Linked DNA regions of Mus musculus: region 1 is linked to region 2. Evidence: chromatin contacts called from public promoter capture Hi-C data. All regions are on one chromosome and are shown on one strand. The core of a region is the stretch at or near the end of the contact, and the rest is flanking DNA. Distances in the headings are between cores, read along the strand shown.

Region 1 (3,738 bases), core at 344-2,843, 190 kb before region 2:
CATAGTTCTGGGGAGTACTGGTTAGTTCATATTGTTGTTCTTCCTATAGGGTTACAGATCCCTTTATTTAGCTCCTTGGGTACTTTCTCTAGCTCCTACATTGGGAGCCCTGTGTTCCATCCAATAAATGACTGTGAGCATCCTTCTGTATTTGCCAGGCACTGGCATAGCCTCACAAGAGACAGCTATATCAGGGTCCTGTCAACAAAATCTTGCTGGCATATGGTTGGTTTTCACAAGGATGAGTTTCTACAAGGCAGCCATGCTCCAGGCTCCCTCTTTCTTGCTGTTTTGTCATGTGTTCCCATCATCCACCATGGCCTGAAGTATCCAGCAAGCCTTTCCTACACTCAAGCAGATTCTGAAGTTGAGCTATCACTATTTATTATTTGAATTATTGGGGATGGAGCCCAGAAATTTGGACATACAGGGCAAATGTTCTACCCATGATCTGTAGTACCAGGCAAGTATTATATTTGCAAAACTCCAAAACTGAGAGATAAACAACCCTCCTTTCTTAGTTAAAGCCCAACCTCAGGTACTTCATTATAGCAACACATAGTGGAGTAAGACAGGTGATGAGGACTGAAGTCACATTGAGCCTCAGTTAGTGTGGATGTGACATCATCTGGGTCCTCCATTGAGACCCTGGCTGAAGTTGCCTATGTGGTATCTTCAGGTAGTGCTTGGCTCACTCATGGAGAGGAGTTGAGTATCAAGTAGAAGTATCATAAAGCAGTCTGCAGAAACTGCATGGCTTACTTGACCTCATCTCAGAATTACAGTGTCATTTCTACTGCATGCTGTTTGTTACAGTGAGTCTTGAAAGCCAGTCACATTCAAAGGGAAGGATCGAAACAACATAACAACAACAACAACAACAACAACAAAACACAGACAGGTCTTAAATTCAATATGAATTTCTGTCCTCACACAGAGGAGGGAACCAAGGCCTGGAGATCCCAAGGCCCCCACATCTTGGCTCACACAGCTTGCCAGTTGAAGAAGGGGGAACTGAAAGCAGTCCCGCTAGTGCCCAAAGCCTGTTACTGAGCCGCTGTGCGACCCTGTCCCCCAAAACCAGAAGAAAGAAACTAGTAAGCCCTTTAAAAGCAAGGCAGGGGATTCTGCTAAGGGAGCTGAGAAAATCTGAGCAGTGAGGTCTGCACTGTGTGGAAGGGTCTGAGGATGGGTGCAGAGCCTGAAGAAAGGTGCAAGAGGAAAGCATTCAAGGCACACACAGGATGTGTGCGGTTGGGAACACACACATGATCCCTGACTGCTGGGTGAGCATAAAGGACAGAGAGCTGGATGAAACCTGGCTATAAAAGTGTGTCAGTGCCAGCCTGATGCCTTTCTTGTCTTTCATCTCTGACTGAGCAGCATCAGTAGCACACACAGCTTCTTAGCCTCCATCTGGACCTCTCAAATTCGAACCAATAGAGTTGGGCTCAGCATGCTGTTTTTGCAAGCCTGCCAGGTGATTCTGATTCTGACATGGATTTGAGACACTCCGTTCTTGGTACTGGTGCAGGCGACTACCTAGGCAGATCTGCCTACTGTGGTGTGCTGAGCCTATTGCAAAGAGAGAGCAGACTGTGCGTGTGTGTGTGTGTGTGTGTGTGTGTGTGTGTGTGCATGTATGACTAAGGCTCATCTAGAGCAGGAGGGGGGGGCAGTGGTAGGCTTGGAGAGTGTTTGGTGAGGCACTGGATATTGAGGTTTGGCCCTCCAGTGAGAAAGAGTGAGAGCCACCCTCACTGCCCCCTAAAAACTCACAACACAACATTTCTCTGAATCTCTGAGCCATATTGCTCAAGAGTCAGAGCATAAACAGCTCTCTGGGTCGGGTTACAGGGCTGGTTTCCTGCCATAGTATCAACCTACCTACTCTGCATTTTGCCTTTGGCAAAGCATGGCTGGGTCACGCAGTTTCTCTGTTTCTGAACTGCACCACTGACTTTCATAAGCCACATATGCAGACTGTTTTAAAAACTAAGATAAATGACAGAACCTGGAAATTGAAAACATTCTTGGCATAACGCACTTGCTACTTTTAAAAAATCTCTTGTTGTTATCCATCATGTATTCATTCAAAAGTTGTTGTGCACAAAGTAGGTACAAGACCCTTAGAACACAATCAAGGTCTTTGTTGTGCACCTAGTAGGCACAAGGATCCAAGAATGGAGTCATGGCCTGCTCTCTGGCCTTTTCCTTCTTTGTCCTTCTGTGAGATAGAGAAAAACACAGCTTGGAGTTTAGAATTGGGATTCAGGCATTAAGTTTATGATATTGTAAAATCCCATTTTTAGGCACTCTGGGTCACTTAAGAAATGGATTGAAGATCTGCCTTGCATGTCTCAAACTGTGTGAATCACAAAGAGTCAGAGTAAGGGCGCGGCTGGAGAGCAGTGGGGGCTGTGCACGCGCAGCATCCTCCCTTCTTCCTTCCCTGTCACCTTCTGTCACCCCTGTAGGGTCCTTGGCTCTAAGCAGAACACTCCCTTGCCCAGCTCCATGCCCCCATGTGGAGCCCTACAGATGCCATTCTCTTTCCGGCCACTCCTAGCTGGCTGCTGTTCCAATTCAGCAAAGAACATTAAAAAAACCAGTTCAAGGGTCCACTGCACATAAGCAGATCTTTCTGTTTCTTTGCATTCTTTACTGGGAATTCTCACCAATGTGGTTGATAGAGTCGGCTTATTGATATCTAAGGAATGTGTCCCTCTGTTACATAGGAGGCCCCCGAGAGTTCTGGAGTATAGAGGAAGTCTCCAACAGAGGGGAGAGACAGGACAGAGCACATAGCTGCCAGGGTGCCTGGGTGCCTGAATAGGGGATGGGAGCAGGAAATGCAGAGGCCCAGGTCCCTGAGCTCAGTCTTATAGGACTTTAGGCCTTATGAATTACCCAGAGTAAATTGTTCAAGAGTTTTATACATAAAATCTCCCAAATGCTTTCTTTAAAAAGCACAGATTTATAAACCAAATTGACCATCAGGACAGATCTCCATTCACTGGTGAGGGGGTAGCCCTCAGCCATCAGGTGCTTTCTGAGGCCCAGGCAGGCCCTTTGCAGTAGAGACTTCCAACCATTCACAAGCATGCATGACAGAGCCCGGGCCTCACGTGTACAGGGTTAACCTTGTCCCTGATGGTTGCTGCCCTTTAACTTCAGCTGGCAACAGGCACCCTCGCAAAGGGCCCTGAAGTGAGGGGAGAGGGGCTGTCCTCCGGACTTCCGGATATAAGATCCTGTGACACCTGCAAAGGTCAGGCCGTGAATGTTTTGGGTAAGGTCTCTAGTTTTTCTTTCTCAGCGTTCCCTGAAGCTAACGCTCACCCACCTGTTTGAACAATGTTTTCTTTTCCTAGCCAAGAATGAAGGCCCGGGAACTTTCCCACCAGCAAAGGTCCTTTGAGCAAATGTCTTTTAAGAATGTTCAGCTCCCAGACTGGGCTCAGTGAGGCTCCAGCTGACCTTTGCCCTGCTTTGCACCTGGAGCCTAAGCTTTGTGACCTGAGCTGGGTGACCTGTGGGCTACAGTTTCACCGAGTGGACGTGCACATACAAACAGCTGTCCCAAGTCTCCACCAGCAATAGAGGCCAGGAGGTCCTCGGGGCATGTAGTGCGTAGGACTGAAAAGTCAGACTTCTCGGTCAGAAGGGAGGGGGGAGAGTGAGGAGGAGGCAGAAGAGAATGGGGAGGGAGAGGAAGAGGAGGAGGCAGAAGGGGAA
Region 2 (4,140 bases), core at 931-3,430:
GCTCAGGTAAGTGCCCATATCCTGAATACCCTTTTCCTTCTTTTGTTGTTGGGGAAAAAAAAAGCCCTTAACAAAATAATAGCAAATAAAGTTCAGCAACATATGGTAAAAGAAAATATACCAAGTGAGTTATCCCAGGGAAACAGGGCTAGCCCGGCACTGAAAAATCAATCCATTTAATCCACCGTACTAAATGCAAGGGGAAAAGCCACATCCATTGAGTTAATGGATACAAAAGAAGCATTTTAAAAAAAATCAATTTTGTCTGTGAAGTAGTGTAATAATGGTACCTGTGTATAGTGTTCTTGTATGACTGTAAATAGTTAACAGTGTGGTAACAGTACCCGTGTGTAGGCTTCTGATATGACTGTAAATAATTAACAAAATACTGCAGAACACTGCTGTACTGGTCAACTCTTATTGGTATAATGAAATACCCAAAGCAGGCTAACTTTATAAAGAAAAGATGTTTATTGGGCTTGTAGGCTCAAGTGCACAGTGTTGGCCTTCTGATTCCCCAATCAGTGCACAGATGGCGTCACATAACCAGACACAGAGAACATATGTGCCTCTTTCCCTCCTCTTAGAAAGCCATCAGGGTACAAAAACTGTGGGCTCTCTCCTAACGAACTCGTCTAATCTAATCATTTCCCAGCGGCCCTACCACTAATCTCATAGCTGGATTATATTTCTAACCTCAAGGCCATTAACATAAGACTTTGGAGATTACATTCCTGCACAAGCCAGAAGGAACATACCCTATCCAAACCGCAGCGAGTGCACTGCCACGTGAGAGGCCAAGTATCAGTGCTATTGTGGGCTGGAACTCCGATTATTTCATGACAGACGACCTAGGGACTGAAGTCTTCTCCCTGGGTCTGCTCCTAGGAAAGCCAGCCTGGCATGGTGACAGTGTGCATACGATCTCCATGCAGAGGACGTAGAGATGGGAGGAGCCCTGAAACTGGCTGGCTCCAAGCCTAAGCCTCATGGGTGAGCCCCAGGTCAGAGTGAGAGACCTTGTCTCAAAATACAAGACTGACAGACCCTGAGGAGGAAAGACATCCAAGGTGGTCCTATGGCGTCCACGTATGGGCATGCACATGCATTGCATCACATGTGCACCTATCTATACATGTGAATGCAGACACCTGCACACACACACACACACACACACACACACACACTTCCTTACTCATACACGCTAGTGGCACCAATAAAATGAAGTGGTCACAGTGAAGGTGCTGGGAGATGTAATTGAACTCTCATATGCAAATTTACCTTCTATGGAGATTTTGCACTTCGACACTGTAGATAATCATAGGAGGCCATCGCTGTGTCAATCAACAACTTCTCTTGAGGTCGAGCTGGGGTGTGCTCACCTTCCTTCCCTCTGTGGTTGTGGCCTCGATCATAATCTAAAGTGACATTTCCAGGCTTCTGCTCCACTGATTCCCACCAACTGTGGTTGCCTGCTTCTCTCAACCGCCTTCAACTTCTTCCTCTAAGGCTTCGCCTCTCCTTCCTACCCGCCTATCACATAGCCTTTTCCACATTAAAATTCCGCCCAACTCCGGGCAATTAGGGTAACTCGGCAGAGCCTTTGGAATCCTCTGTTTAAAAAGGCCACACTTCATGTTCCTTCCACATCCATTTAAGTGGAACCTACAGAGGCCAGCACAGGGCCAATCACTGAAGAAAACTACCTTTTGTTATTTTATGTAAGGAAGAAATTTAAAAATTCAGCTTGCAAAAAGAGCGACCCAAACCCCTACTTTCTTCCCTTAAACCTCTCTCCATGTTTATTGCCCACCATAAATTTCTTTAAAAAGGCAACCGATGCAGTAAAACCGTCACAACAAAGCTGAAACAAGTACGCAAGCCCAGGCAGAGGCCAGATTTATGGTCAGAAATATGGAGTGTGTCTCAGCGGGGGCAGGTCATGAAATAGTATGAGCTAATATTGGGGGTGTGAAAACAGGCATTGTTGTTTGGTTAACGAAAGTCACACAATTAAGCAATTCTCAAAAATCAATTAGCCATATGCTGTAAGTAGGATGACATGTTTTTATAACTTCTCCCTGGATGTTTTATTGCCAGAGGATGCTCATGTGGGCATTGGAACAAGAAAATAAAACACCAGCCGGAGAGTCAAAGTGCAGAACTCCAGCCATGATTAATTAAGAGTCCGATCTGGAAAGCCCGGGGTCGCTGAGCAGGCAGCAGGCCTTGGAAGACTGCTCTCCCGGTGCCCACATTCTGTTGCAAAAGTCTCCCCCGCTCCCGCCCTCGCCCCCATTTCTCTTTGTTTTCTCTGTTCTTTTTAATTTAGCACAGATACAGCTGTGAAAACTGCATATTCCATTTGAACTCCATATTGATGCTTCTAGCCGGAAGGTTCCAAGGAGACGTCATTTTAAAAGCTTTTCATGGAAAGTGAGAGGCACATTTCTCAGGGTGAATTCCTGGTGGTGGACTAGTGTTAAGGAATGCTTTTGTCTTTCTGCAATTCAGAGAAGCAGCAGACCTGTCCTCTCTAGTTTTTGAGCTGGCAAAGAAATAGTCATGGGGAGGGTTGTCAAATGGTACTAGAGAACGCGAAGCAGGCGCCATGTTTTGAACAGCTGCAAATTCTCCTGCTTCCTGTATTCACCAGCGAAAGGTAGGATTTCTTTTCCTACACTGTGGATCTTGGCTGGCCTAACACTTAAATCAACAATGCGGGGTACACTTGGCAGGTGCCTAACTCTGTACCAGACCCTCTGCTCTCCACTGAAGGTTCCACTTTCATTTCTGGAGTCCTGCAACCACTGTGTAGACAAGGCTAGGTCACCTGCTGGGTTACAGGAAGCCTGTGGCCCACTCTTCCCTGTTTATGCCTCTGCCAAAATGAAAACAATCTCCAGACAAGTTAAAAGGGCCACCCAGACTGGAGGAACCCCCCTCTCAGCTCATCACAGACACAAGCCAGTCCAGCCTCCATCCACGCAGCCTGAACATCCATTGAACAACAGGCTTGTCCAGCTGCCCACAGACAGCGAGCAAACACCCACAGTGTTTTATCAGCTAGGAAGCTACCAGGTAAAGGAGACGGTAGAACAAGCAGCCCAGAAGATTACAGCAAGCTTCAAATGATCTTGCCCAGCCAGACCTGAACTGCATTGCACACCGCGTGTGAAAGCATAGTGGTCTACCTCATTTTCACATTTAAAAATATCGGGGTGACTCTGCGCTGAGTAGGCCTGCAGAAGGTTGTTGGCCCTTGCCCTTGCTCTGTTGCCAGCTGTGTGACTTGACATCTCTGAGCCTCAGGTTCTCCTTCCAAAATTCAGCTTAATAACTGAATGCTGGGTTTCTCAAGGTAGGCTTCCTGGACCCATGACGGCAGCCTCTCTTGTCAGCCTCTGACCTCCAACTTGTTCCTTCTGATCTGGAAACATGGAGTCTCTAAGATTCCTGTGCTCTGTCAAGCCTTTGGGTGATTACAACTTTCTGGTTCAAGTTTGAGAGCCTGCATTGCTGTGAGCATGCAAAGCACCCAGTACAGGCCAGCCCCTAGTGAATCCCGGGTCTTGATCTCTCCCCTTCGCTGGATGTGCTTCAGTAAAGTGCATACGTGCACATAGGTGTTTGGGTAGTTAATATAAAATGATAGTGAAATATATGTACATGACAGAGATGTATGGCTTCAAAGCAGGCATACTGCCACCTAGCTGGTTGGCGATGAGCCCATTTCTGAATTACACGGAATGAATGACAGATAAAAGTCGCTTTCTGGCTTCTGAAAACAAACAGACCATCTGACTCATCACCAAACCAGCAGGGTCTTCCCTTGAGAGGAGCTGCAGAGTGGCTTGCTGACCTGGCTCAGGCCTGAGCTGGAGAGCTTCTGTCGGGGACTCTCTGATGCCACTTGGCCCGAGGGGCTGCACCCATGGAGTCTGTAAGTCAGCTGTGCCCCCTTTGATATCCACCCAGTTTGACTGCCTAGGGTTTGAGGAACTGGGATATGGAGGGAAAGGCAAGTCAGAGCTCTCTGCATCTGTGCAGGGGAAAAGTACCTGAGCTCTATAAACTGTTGGCCCCAGTTACCCTGCTCACTTCTGTAAGTCAATGACTGCTCGTGATAGCACTGTGTTG

The links. Promoter capture Hi-C pulls out the DNA fragments that hold promoters and counts their contacts.
Region 1: a promoter capture Hi-C map of hippocampal neurons shows a contact between it and region 2, with 2.8 times the contacts expected there. The contact joins two enhancer-like sites. A contact is called at or near these places in 2 of 39 promoter capture datasets (cranial neural crest and hippocampal neurons), 1 of 15 datasets of contacts at CTCF or cohesin (the NIH/3T3 cell line), 1 of 484 Hi-C or Micro-C datasets (cranial neural crest) and 1 of 115 datasets of contacts at active chromatin or transcription factors (embryonic stem cells).

Annotation. Positions count from the first base shown.
Region 1 is chr6:117,217,633-117,221,370 of GRCm38.p6, forward strand. No RefSeq gene overlaps it. Among named protein-coding and RNA genes, the nearest start is that of Cxcl12, 51 kb to the left of the region's middle. Within about 2 kb of position 1,594, at least 30 of the 459 cell types and tissues checked have an H3K27ac peak or open chromatin away from gene starts, as enhancers often do. A contact at or near this core is called in hippocampal neurons, where this site is marked.
Region 2 is chr6:117,405,426-117,409,565 of GRCm38.p6, forward strand. No RefSeq gene overlaps it. Among named protein-coding and RNA genes, the nearest start is that of 6820426E19Rik, 88 kb to the right of the region's middle. Within about 2 kb of position 2,181, at least 28 of the 459 cell types and tissues checked have an H3K27ac peak or open chromatin away from gene starts, as enhancers often do. A contact at or near this core is called in hippocampal neurons, where this site is marked.